Regions from separate parts of the Hordeum vulgare genome. Here region 1 is linked to region 2. A link is a contact called in public Hi-C data. All regions are on one chromosome and are shown on one strand. Each heading gives the region's core, a stretch centred on a gene start, on an enhancer-like site or on the middle of the called end of the contact. The rest is flanking DNA. Distances are from core to core; before and after follow the strand shown. Region 1 has its middle 51 kb from the start of LOC123426224. Region 2 holds the start of LOC123426216 (GDSL esterase/lipase At1g09390-like).

Region 1 (6,159 bases), core at 2,670-5,169, 210 kb before region 2:
CTAGCCAAGGAACCAAGGTTTCACAAAAGGACAAGACACATAAAGCACCACTTCAATGCCATCTGTGATTATATCAAGGAGGAGGACATAAACATTTGCAAAGTACATACGGATCTGAATGTTGCAGTTCCTTTGACTAAACCTCTTCCACGAGCAAAACATGATCAACACAAGAACTCTATGGGTGTTAGATCCATTACCATGTAATACTAGATTATTGACTCTAGTGCAAGTGGGAGACTGTTGGAAATATGCCCTAGAGGAAATAATAAAGTAGTTATGCATAGCGTTTGATTGTATCCAGTTTACTACTATTACTTTATGCATGTCAATGTATCTGTTCCTATGAGCATGAGATCACGCAACTCACTAACACCGGAGTAATGCCTTGTGTGTATCAAACGTTGCAACGTAACTGGGTGACTATAAAGATGCTCTACAGGTATCTCCGAGGGTGTCTATGGAGTTGGCATGGATCAAGACTGGCATTTGTCACTCTGTATGACGAAGAGGTATCTCGGGGGCCACTCGGTAATACAACATCACAACAATCTTGCAAGCAATACCTTGTATTATGGACCAAGTAAAGAGACTTGCCGATAATGAGATTGAACAAGGTATGGAGATACCGACGATCGAGTCTTAGGCAAGTAATATACCGATGGACAAAGGGAACTGCATACACGATTAGCTGAATACTTGACATCGTTGGTTCGACAGATATAGATATTCGTAGAATATGTGGGAACCAATATGGGAATCTAGGATCCACTATTGGTTATTGACTGTAGAGGTGTCTCGGTCATGTATGCATAGTTCTCGAACCCGCAGGGTCTGCACACTTAACGTCCGGTGACGATTTTGGTATTGTTGAGTTATATATGTTGGTGACCAAAAAAATTCGGAGCCCAGGATGAGATTCCAAACGTCACGAGGAGCTCCGGAATAGTCTGGAGATAAAGATTTATATACCGGAAAGTGGTATTCAAGTTCGAGAAATATTTCGGGGTGTTTTCGATATTGTATCAGGAGTGCCGGAACGGTTCCGGGGGTCCACCGGGAGGGTCCCACCCACCCCGCGGGGCCACATGGGTGGCGCACCAACCCCTGGTGGGCTGGGCAACCGACCACTATAGGGCCCATGCGCCCAAGGGTTTGGTGGAGGAGGAGTCCTCCCTAGGGTGTCCAGCTCCCTTGGAGGAGGGACCAAGGCTGAGCCCTACCTACCCGTTACTTCTATAAATAGAGAGGGAGAGGAAGGCAGCCAACAGACAATTGCTTGGCGGGGCCATACCTCTCTCTCTCATAGTAATTCTCGGTCGTCGTGATCGCGACATCACTTAATGAAGCCCTGGCAAGATCGCACCATCACCACCGTCACCACGCCATCGTGCTGCCGGAGAACTTAGCTACTACTTCATCCACGCTCGCTGGATCGAGGTGGTGAAGACGTCATCAAGCTGTACGTGTGTTGAACGCGGAGGTGCTGTCCATTCGGCACTTGATTGGGACATTCGTGATTGGATCGTGGGACGGATCCTGATTGGATCGCGAGGATGTTCGACTACATCAATCGCGTTTCTCAACGCTTCCGCTTAGCGATCTACAAGGGTATTTAGATGAATTCCTCCTCTCGTAGATGTTGATCTCCATAGATTGATCTTGGTGAGCGTAGAATTTTTTTTGTTTCCCATGCGTAGTTCCCCAACATGTTTTAGGGTTTTTTCCCCTGAAAAACATAGAAAATGCATACAATGTAGAAAATGGTTGAAAACTTAGGTATATGCTTGCGATGGTGATGCCAGCGTGTCAAAGAAATTTGAGTGCGTGCATGGACGTTGCGTCACGTTTGACCAGTGTTTTGGAATACAAAAAAATATTACAGTGTAAAAAATACATCAGTCATCACTATTCTCTACTTCGAGAATATGCAGAACCATCATGAGCCTTCATCTGTTAGGTACAGATAAAGATTCATAATGGTCCTCCATATCCCCGAAGTAGAGTTTAATGAACACCGACGCTTATAATAATTGAAGTAATTTCATATTTAAGGAGGTCAAAACCATATGGCCAGGGCAAGGTGAGACTAATTCATTCTGCACGGGGCAAACGGCGTGAACTGACACGTCGTGTGGCACTAACTCAGGTGTGGGGACAACGCGATAGACTTGGACCAGGGAATATATCACGCGATTTGCGCGCGTGCATGCGCACGATCACGTCGCTCGCCTTAGACGCCTGCCATCTGCCCCCACCCTAGCCGCCCCACCGCGATCACGCCACCCACCCTAGCTAGCCGCCCCACCGCGATCTCGCCGTCCGCCTTCACTAGCCTCCCCATCGCAATCTCGCAGCCCGCCTTCCGCCCCACCACTTTCTGGTCTTCATCTCGCCGCCCACATATTCCGCCCCACGACAATCTTGCCGCCATCTCGTCACCCACCTTCCTCCAAAAACCTGGTATATTGACGTGCCATCCCATTGTCCCGCCGTGAGCCTACCGTCTCGTCGCGGTCTTGAATCCATCACCTGTCGAGCTTGCGTGCACTGTGGGCAACCGGCCTCGTAAGAGATTTATTTCATGCACAATAGTTACATATGACGCCGTCCATTTTGTTTTAACTGATTTACAAGCCAGGAGCCGTACCCCGACCAACCCAGCACACCGACGACCCCACCGCGCGCCTCGCCGTGCCCGTAACCCCCTCAAGTCGTCGCAAACTTACGTTTTCACTGCAAGCACCATCATGTTTCATTTGAAAGTTCCCCTTAGGAAAATTATCGTATGACGACCAAGATTCATTGTCACTCCTATAATCATCTTCATCACCGTTATCATAATGTGTACAACCGACAGTATCGCTAGCATACCACTTACTCGTGTGGAAGAACGCATCCGTAAATCCTGTTTGTTCCTCAATTCAATACTCAATAAGAACATTGTATAATATAAAATATAATTATTTCTCAGTCCAAAATAAATCTAGATGTTACAAGGTTGTCAGAATCGTGATTCTGAATCGGATCGGAGCTCCGTTGGTAGGATCGTGAATCATAGAATCATAACTATCAGGATCGTAGAATCTTAGATTCGATTAGCAAAATCGTAGAATTGGAGGGGCTGGTTTGGATCGTAAAGTCGTAAGATTCTAAGACTTGAGTCGCGATTCTGACAACTTTATGTACAAGGACTCATACTCGGTGAAGACAAACCTAGGGTTTGGCGGGTGCCGATGTCGCCGGTCTAGGCCGTGAGGTACGTGTCTCATGCCTGTTTGAGGACAGCGACGACGAGGACGGAGGCCAGATGACGGCATGATGCGGATGACGACAACTTCGATGAAGCGGACGAAACCAAGATGAAGGGCGACGTTGAGAGGAAAATTGCAACCAACGGCGGTGACGGTCCTGCGAGAGGAGGGGGGAGGGCTCATTTCTCCTGTCACCTAATCATCTGCTCGACCAACGGCTTAATCATCGGTTCGGCCGTTAGTGATGCGGGGCGACGCGTGTATACGGCCCGAAGCGGCGCAGGCATGCGCTAGCTATCATATGACCATAATGTCCTTATACATTAAGGGGTTGTACCGAAGCAAGCCTCCAGGCCAACATTCTAGCTCTTCTGTTGAGGGTTGGTGACATACTTGTTCCTTTATCAGCACTGCAATCATTTCCTTTTTTTTCTCGGAGTTGCCGTATCAAAGGATGAAGCCCATACCACACCGATAAGCCGTCGACAAACGAGACACACATTTTATATCCTAGACTCCCGCACTCCAGGAAATCGTTAAACATGGCTCCTTCCCAATTTTGCTCTTCAGATGGTGTATCACGGCTCACGGGTTAGCTCCGTTGCACTGCACCTGCACGGACGTTGCGTACGTTGAAGGTCATTCATCGACAATTGTCTCCCCTCGCCCTCGTCCTCCACACCGGACGTACGTACTCTGTGGCCTCTGCCGCGGTTGCACGCTACCGACCTGTCGGTGCGCCGTCGCGGTTGCCGCCGCAGCTTCGGAAAGGGAGTACATCCCACCAAACACGAACGACCTCACTTGGCCTTCTTGACCACCACCGCCGATCCACCAGACAACGGCGTTCTTCCATACGTCAATGACAAGTGACGACAACGACTAAAGCGCGCCCTTTGTGTGCGTTCCACCTCTCGCTGAACCGACGATGTCACTCGCTCCGCGGTGGTCACTGCATTGCGCTGGTACAAAGCAAAGCAATGGGCGCCTCTGCATCATAATTCCCCTGTCAGCTCTTTCAACTGAAATGATCGCACTCCCGTCGCCTCCGAATCATAATTCTCCTATCACCTAGATCCTTTTCATTATGGTCTATTACTCAACCTCCAGAGAAAGAAAAAAAAGAATCATTAAGTCCAACCTCAATTTTTATTTATTTCAATGCCAATCATAGTGCACAAGCTAAGAGCATCTCTATCAGACCCTGTAAAAACTGATCCGTAAAAACGCATATAAGGGACACTATAAATCATTTTTATGGTATGAAATTGTTCCGGACAAAATACATCCCGTAAATAAAACTGTATCCAGCTAGAGCCTATTTTTTTTTTCTTTTCTCCTCCCGTTCCCGACGAGTACTTTTCGGCCACAGCGTGCCTCGCCCTGCCACCCCCGCTCGCCCCGCGCCGCCCGCCTCGTCCTAGCGCTGCCCATTCCCGGCCACACATGCAGTGGAGGAGGTCTGTGCCACCCACCCCCGATTGAGCTCAGCACTGTCCGTCCCCGATTGAGCTCGACACTGTCCGCCGCCGCGCGTACGTTCCCCGTCGTGGCCGCGCGAGGTCCCCCACCCCGCCCCGCTCTTCTCCGGTGCCGTCCCGCCTTGATTCAGGCTGCCGGTGGCCCGCTCCATCCTGCCGATGGACGACCTCGCCTCAACAGTGCAGGTTGAGCTGGTCGCAAATTGGACCGGCGGCGATAAATTCCGGCGTGCGGCGGCTTCTTTCGACATGCGGCGACGGATTTCGGTGAGTTCCAGATAGATTCTGGCCAGTTCCACGGCGGCGCGTTTGCTCCGACGAGGTTTGAGCAGTTTACGGGTTGAACTGTACACTTCCTTCAAAACTGCACATATAAGGTTTTTGCGGATGGATTTACCGTGGCTCTTAAAAAGTTTACGGATCGAACAAGTTTTACGGGGTCTGCTCTGTGCCGTTTTTCCGACCGAAACTGTAAACCCGTCATTTTTACGGGTTTGACCATTATACGCGGTCTGCTGGAGATTCTCATCTCTAGCACACCCCATAAAAGAGCGACCCGTAAAATGCGTTTACAGGTCGTTGCGTAGCAATTTTGCGGGGCCATTTCATCCGCCAAAGATCAGACCCCATATATGAAACTGTAAAATTAGAAAAACGTTCGTGGGTGAAACTACATCATGATTCTTCATCTAACTACATCATGGTTCTTCATCAAACTATGCATAGGAACACATGTTTGATGTTTCTCCCCTCTCTATCCTTGTTGTGATGAATTGAACCTTTGATGTTTCTTCCCTCTTCATCCTTGTTGTGATGAATTGAATCTTTTCCCTTTGAAGTTTTGTTATTGTCGGATTGAATATTCAGATTTAGGAACACATAATGTATGTCTTGCATAATGAACACTCGAGGTGACAATGGGGTATCATATTGATTCACTTAATGTACGTTATGGCACTCAACTTGCGAATTCCCGTGGTGACATTGGGGTAATCTATGCATAGGGGTTGATGCACGTTTTCATTATCTTTTCGCGGATAGAAACTTTGGGGACTCCTTGTAGTTCTTTGTGTAGATTGAATATTATGATTATGAAGTTGTTTGATGCATATCGTAGAATCAACTCACGGATACTTGTGGTGGCATTGGAGTATCTAGGTGACATTAGAGTTGGTTGATGTGGGTCATATGGTGCTATTTTAGTACAAACTCTAGGGTTGTTTGTGGCACTTATAGGAATAGCCCAATAGATCGACCAGAAAGAACAACTTCGGGGTGGTTTTGCACCCTACAAACAATTTCTATCTTTTGTTCTATGCTAATAGGAACTTGGGAGTAATTCTTTATTGCACTTTGAGGGATAATCATATGACCCAACTATGTTAGCATTGTTGAGAGATTGCACTAGTGTAAGTATGTATCCT
Region 2 (5,964 bases), core at 479-2,978:
TGTCTTCACTGTGAAACGGGTTCTATTTCTTCAACTCTTTCAATTCCTCACATTGTATGTTGAAGACTTTCATTGCCACTGTTTGAAGAATTTGTTGAAGACTTTCTCTGAAATTCCTCAACCCAAAATTCTTCACCCGCTGTCTCTGTGCCTGCATACTGTGCAAACTGATATTCATATTCTTTACCTTGAAAAACTGTTGTAGTGATACTTTGCACTCCTGATCCTTTGCTGTTTCCGCTGCAAGTTAGTCATCAGTGAGGAATTTCCTCAATGATGAAATTATAAAAATCTCCTATTCACCCCCCCCCCTCTAGTCGATATAACGCACTTTCATATACTTTATTCTTTCTCTTTAGGGAATCCCAATAACTCCTACGAAAGTAAGCAGTACACCTCACCCTGTCATGGTTCGAGCCTTTACGTGGCCACCGTCGTCGGGCTCCCACTCCTCCACCCGCCAACGACCGGTGTGGAGGGACGATGGCGACGACAATGACCCTATCTGTATCTCAAATTTGTTTTGAGGAACCAAATGTCTACTTCTTGTAAACTTGAGGGATCAAAAACATATTTATCTCTAGTGATAATATCATGTTAATAGAATACTTTTGACACGAAAGTATAACAATATTAACCCCATGTCTAAAACTAATAATAGCGGCTCAAAGGCAGATAGTTTTGCGGGTTTTCTCAGCTTGCACTTCTCCCAGCTGATCTAAATTGGAAGTCACAAAAACAAAAGGGAAACGTTTCTACCCGGCGTGCCGGCCGAACCATTAGGTCGGACGCACGCGGGCCGCGGGATCCTTTCCCATCGCACGCCTCTGGGCAGATCCACGGTGTTCCTTCAAGCCGGCGTGCCTTCCCTGTCGGATTCCGTCCGCCGGCTGTCATGGAGTCACTGGCCTTTCCTTCCCGTCGGCATGGGGGCTATCCCTTTTCATGTTTCTCCTCCGGCGAACAGGACGGCGCCTCCCGCGCCACCTTCTCAACAAATCCCCGCTCCGCCGCATCGGATGCCACCAGTGTTGGAGACGAAAAGCTATGGCAGAGACGACGATGTTGCAACCGGCGACGAGTCGAAAGTTTCAACCAGAGACGACGGGAATCGAGGTCCACCCACCACGCAACCGCGGAAGCTGCAACCGGTGATGAAAAAAAGCTTCAATCGGCTAGAAAAAAGCTTCAACCGGCGATATAAAAAGCTTCAATCCTCGACACAGAAACACAAAAAGCTGCAACCGTTGACACAAAAGATTCAATCATATATTTGAAAAACTTCAACCACAGACCGACGAAAAAAAGCATGTCGTTTTTGCTACAACCAGCAACGAAAATAGCTTCAACCGTTGTGAAAAAGCTTCAAGCGACATGGAAAAAGTTTCAACCACAATGAAAAAAGCTTCAACCGGAGTTCCGGAGGGACAAGCATGTGCACGCACGAGCGTCAACGGCGACGAGCGACGAGCGACGGGGGGAGAGGGCATGAGGGTGATGCGACGAGCGATGATGACAAGGGAGAGGATGGGATACTCGTGCGGCAGGAGGTCGGAGGCGCGCAGGACAGTGCGCTGATGCTGATCGAACGGCTATTAGAACTCAGATCAAACGGCTGCTGACCGACTGGCCGAAGCGTAAGAGCGGTGCCCAAAACAAAAGGTAAACAGGGTCACACACCAACCCTCCACATGTTTTGTGCAACGTGGTTTCTTTATGCCCAGCTTTCTCTTCGTTTGAAGCATTGTGCATTCGGGAGCTAAATAACAGTGTATATAAACAACACAGAGACACGGACTGAGAGACAGACAGACAAGAGTCGCGGATCAGAGAGCGCGGAGGGAGAAGACCGACAGCGGCAGTGGTTACTGGTTAGCTAGCTCGGGAAGGCCAGCCATGGCGAGCGGGCCGAACGGGGGAGGCAATGGAGGAGGAGGCGGCAGCGGCGGCGGGCTGATGAAGAACATGAGCCTGCTGCGGCTGCAGTACTACTGCGTGCTGGGGGCGGTGGCCGGGGCCGTCCTGTTCGCCACGGTCCGCTACATGCCGGCCGCCGGCAGCGGCGCGGCCCTCTCGACCACCTCCGCCCTCGCCACCGCGGCGGCGCCCGCCGGGGCCGGCGAGCACCGGAAGAGCAAGGGGATGGCGCAGGCGCCCACGAAGGCGGCGGCGAAGGTGGCGACGAAGCCGAAGGAGGTGGTGGTGTTCAACTTCGGCGACTCCAACTCGGACACGGGTGGGGTGGCGGCGATAATGGGGATCCGCATCGCGCCGCCGGAGGGGCGCGCCTTCTTCCACCACCCCACCGGCAGGCTCTCCGACGGCCGCGTCGTCCTCGACTTCATCTGTGAGTGCCTCCCCGTTCCCCTCCCCCTCCCTCTCCTTCCGCCATTAGTTAATTATATTAACCAGAGTGAAGCAGTAGGAATCAATTAGAGTAATCAAGTGTCGTTACTCCATCGAATGTCTTGTCGGAGTGCGTAATTTAGCCCTTGTCGGAGTAGCTGCGTTGGGAATCGATTGCGGGGAGGTGGAGAGCGCATTTCTCCATCTGTTCCCTTTGTTTAATGTTTTGCTGAGAGCTGTTGGAGCTGCGATGGTAATAAGCTGAAAAGGAGAAACATGAACCCAATCCAATGTTGTGTACATACTGTCGGAGTAGTAGTACAGCACAACAGTCCGTGCCAAAGTTTAGCCGGCCAAACCGTGACCTGCATCGATCCAGCTAGCACGCCACCGAATTTCTTCGACCCAAAGGGTCACCGAATCAACTCGGTCTGGCGGATTCCGATGGTTTTTGACACAATCGACTTGACGCCAAAACCACGGCGAGAAGACGCGTCTCTCCGCCGGACGCTCTTGTCCCGTTTCCATGAAAAGGCCGGTGTCATGGGCCATGGCCATCGCGGGGAGGTAGATCCAGCCCCGAATTGATCGCCGGCCAACGCGTGACGGCAGTCGACGCCAAACTCCGCACGCCTGTCCGTTCGCTCTTTTCGCTTGAAGCTTCGTGGCCACATATGATATATGATGCGCACTGACCGACGTCTGGCCGGAACGAAATAAAAGCGAGCCGCTTTGTGTGGGAAAATACGGGATCTCATGCCAGGTTTTGAAGCATCCTCGTGCGGCCTTTCGCTGTCAAATGCCAATCCAACAACCCCGCACTGATGTAGTACTATGTAAATCAACTACTCCACTCTCTAGGAAAGAAATGAAAATAAACAAGATTGTAGGAGGAGTGGATCAGTTAAGCGGAAGGGTGGCACGCGTATCCATCCGTCCAGCCAGCCAACCAGTGGTTGGCGAGGGCGCCGCGCTGGCCGCTGCATCCGATCGCACGACGCCGACAGCTCGTCTGCCTGGCCCAGCCCAGCCCGGCCATCTTCGTCGCGTCACGCACACGCGCGCACCTGAGCTTAATTATCGTAGGCCCTAAGCATCATCATGCCGCACTTGACGCCAGGGAATGAGTGAGTGACCACAGTAGTACGTTTGCAGATAGAGCCTATCCAGAGCAAGAATCGTGTTGCCGATTATGGATTGACGCGTCGACGAGGGCGAGGGCGAGGGCGAGTCCGATTTCGGCAAACGGCGATCTCTCGTCGTAGCTCGTAGATGACGTGACATAGCTGGAACCTTGACGACGAGGTGGCTGAAGTGCACTCGAGCGAGAGGTGGGTGGCACGTAGCGTAGCGACTTGGTTGGGAGCGCCTGGCGTGCAAAGGGAGGGAGGGAGGAGCGACGTAGGGCTGCAGGAGCAACTCTTCACCCACTCCTGACTGACTCCTCTTTTGTTTATTTTACAACACCCAAAAAGTCACATGCCGCGCCTAGCGTCACATGGCTCGACCCAACGACCGGCGGCTACCTCCTCTCTCTGCCCATCTTTTAGCCGCCCCTTTTTGGTCGTTCCCTGCACATGGCAATTTCGTAGTACGGAGTACGTTCCTAAATATAAGACTTTTTAGAGATTGTACTATAAACTACATACGGATATAAACTACATACGGATGCACATAGACATATTTTAGAGTATAGATTCACTCATTTTACTCTGTATGTAGTCTTCTAGTGAAATACTAAAAGGTCTTATATTTTGGAGCGGAGGGAGTAGGTTGTAGTAATTTCCTACTGGTACTACCCGTGGCGCTTTGATCCCGTGGTGCTCAGACGGACCGACATCCCTCCCTTTGAGCGAGTGGATGCTTGGGCCCACCCCCGCACAAGGAAGAAGGAAGGGAAGTCGACTTGAGTTGCACCTTCTTCCGTTCTAGTTTTTCGAGCCAAAATCAATGTCCCGGCCGGCCGGCCGGTCCCGACCCATATGATCGTATCGTATCGTATCCATCGGAATCGGAGCGATCCCCACAAGAATTCCCCAGTGGCACTGTTGTGGCCGTGGGTTGGACGAACAAAGAAAGAGGTCGAGCCTTTCCAGCCAGGCCTCCCGCATTGATGTCGCGCCATCCTCCCTCACCCACCGAAACGGACGAGAGGACAAAGGTTTCTCCTCCTCCTCCTCTTCAGTTTCCGTTGGAGCCTTCTCTTTCAATCCTCCCCCCACCCTCTTGGAACACGGTGTTGTCCGGCTACGGTAAGACGGGCGCCCTGGCGGCGGCACGGCGGGTGTTTGCCTGAATGCCGGACCGGGACTTGGTGTCTTGTGCCATGGTCGACGTGCTCGTGCGTGCAGGGTGGTTCGACGAGGCACTACGGGTGTTTGATCGGGTGATGGGGGGAGGGTCTCGAGACGGACGTGCTGGTGCTGGTGTGCGTGTTCAAGGCGTGCGCTCATCTCCGTGCCTCTGAGAGAGACCGCGCTGGTGGACATGTACTGCGAGTGTGGGTGCATGGAGAAGGGGTTGCGATGAGCTGACGTTGTTCTGTTCGTTGCCGTGACGTTGTGCTGTGGAATTCGATGAGCTGAGGGCTTGCCATGAATGGCCATGGTGAGCATGCATGTGCTTGAGGTGTTCCTCGGACACGGTTTTGTGCCAAACCAGTCAACGTTCGTTGCTGCTTTGTGCGCGTGCACCCACACGGGTCGTGTGGACCAAGGGAGGAAAATTTTCCGGTCGATGCAGCACCGCGGGATCGAGCCACAAAAGAGAGCAATATGGGTGCCTAGCCGATCTCCTTAGGCGTGAACGACACGTTGAGGAGGCTGAGGCCGTGTCGTTGGATATGCCAATGAGGCCACATGCGTCGCAATGGGGTGCGCTCATGTCGTCATGCCGGATGCATAATGATATTACTGTTTTGGCGAACATGTCAGGGAAGCGGCTCATTGAGCTAGGGCCACAACATGGTGGATGTTATTCTGTTCAGTTCAACTTGTACGCAGTCAATGGTCGAAGGGATAATGCGAGAGCCATTCGGCATCGTGATGGTTGAGAAGGGAGCCGTGAAAGAGGTGGGTTTGAGCTTCATGGAGTGAAATGATTGGTTCCATGAGTTACACCATGGACAAGGCAGATGTATCCACTGTCGGAACATACTAATACTGGTGTAAGTGCTTGTGAGTGTGCAAGAGCAAGACAAGGGGATCTGCTTCGGTGTCGACGGTAGTAGCTTCTATGTCAACTGGTGAGGCTATCTGTGGCAGTTTCATCTTCTCTGGTGGCAAGAACACAAGCTAGCCACGGGAACCCCATCACACTTTTTCTGCACATGTTAGTGTTTATTCTTCTGCTCCACTTGCTCCCTGCAGGGACTGCTGGTGCTGTTCAAGTGCAACTTAGTCTTGCCATAAAAAAAACGATGGAGAAAGAAACATTGCACCTGTAAAATGCCAAAAGCACGACAGAGTTAAGAAGGATTAGACATAAGAGTACCACTCACGGCAAATATGCCTTGCAGTTTACTACTCCTGTACTATGCGAGTCAACACTATCGTGTGGACTCGATCAAATGCCTCTCATCTTTGAGCTCAACAGCTCGCCTGCATTGTTGTATGTGGA

Evidence for each region. A called contact is a pair of places that touch in the nucleus more often than the background predicts.
Region 1: a Hi-C map of seedling shows a contact between it and region 2, with 3 times the contacts expected there. The contact joins the enhancer-like site here to the promoter of LOC123426216 in region 2. A contact is called at or near these places in 3 of 6 Hi-C or Micro-C datasets (leaf and seedling) and 1 of 1 datasets of contacts at active chromatin or transcription factors (embryo).

Annotation. Positions count from the first base shown.
Region 1 is chr1H:99,638,296-99,644,454 of MorexV3_pseudomolecules_assembly, reverse strand. No RefSeq gene overlaps it. Among protein-coding and RNA genes, the nearest start is that of LOC123426224, 51 kb to the left of the region's middle. Within about 2 kb of position 3,919, at least 2 of the 3 cell types and tissues checked have open chromatin away from gene starts, as enhancers often do. A contact at or near this core is called in leaf and seedling, where this site is marked.
Region 2 is chr1H:99,430,830-99,436,793 of MorexV3_pseudomolecules_assembly, reverse strand. It overlaps LOC123426216 (GDSL esterase/lipase At1g09390-like), which reads left to right and starts at 1,728. Exons shown (of 5, transcript XM_045110007.1): 1 at 1,728-2,347. The coding sequence starts at 1,897.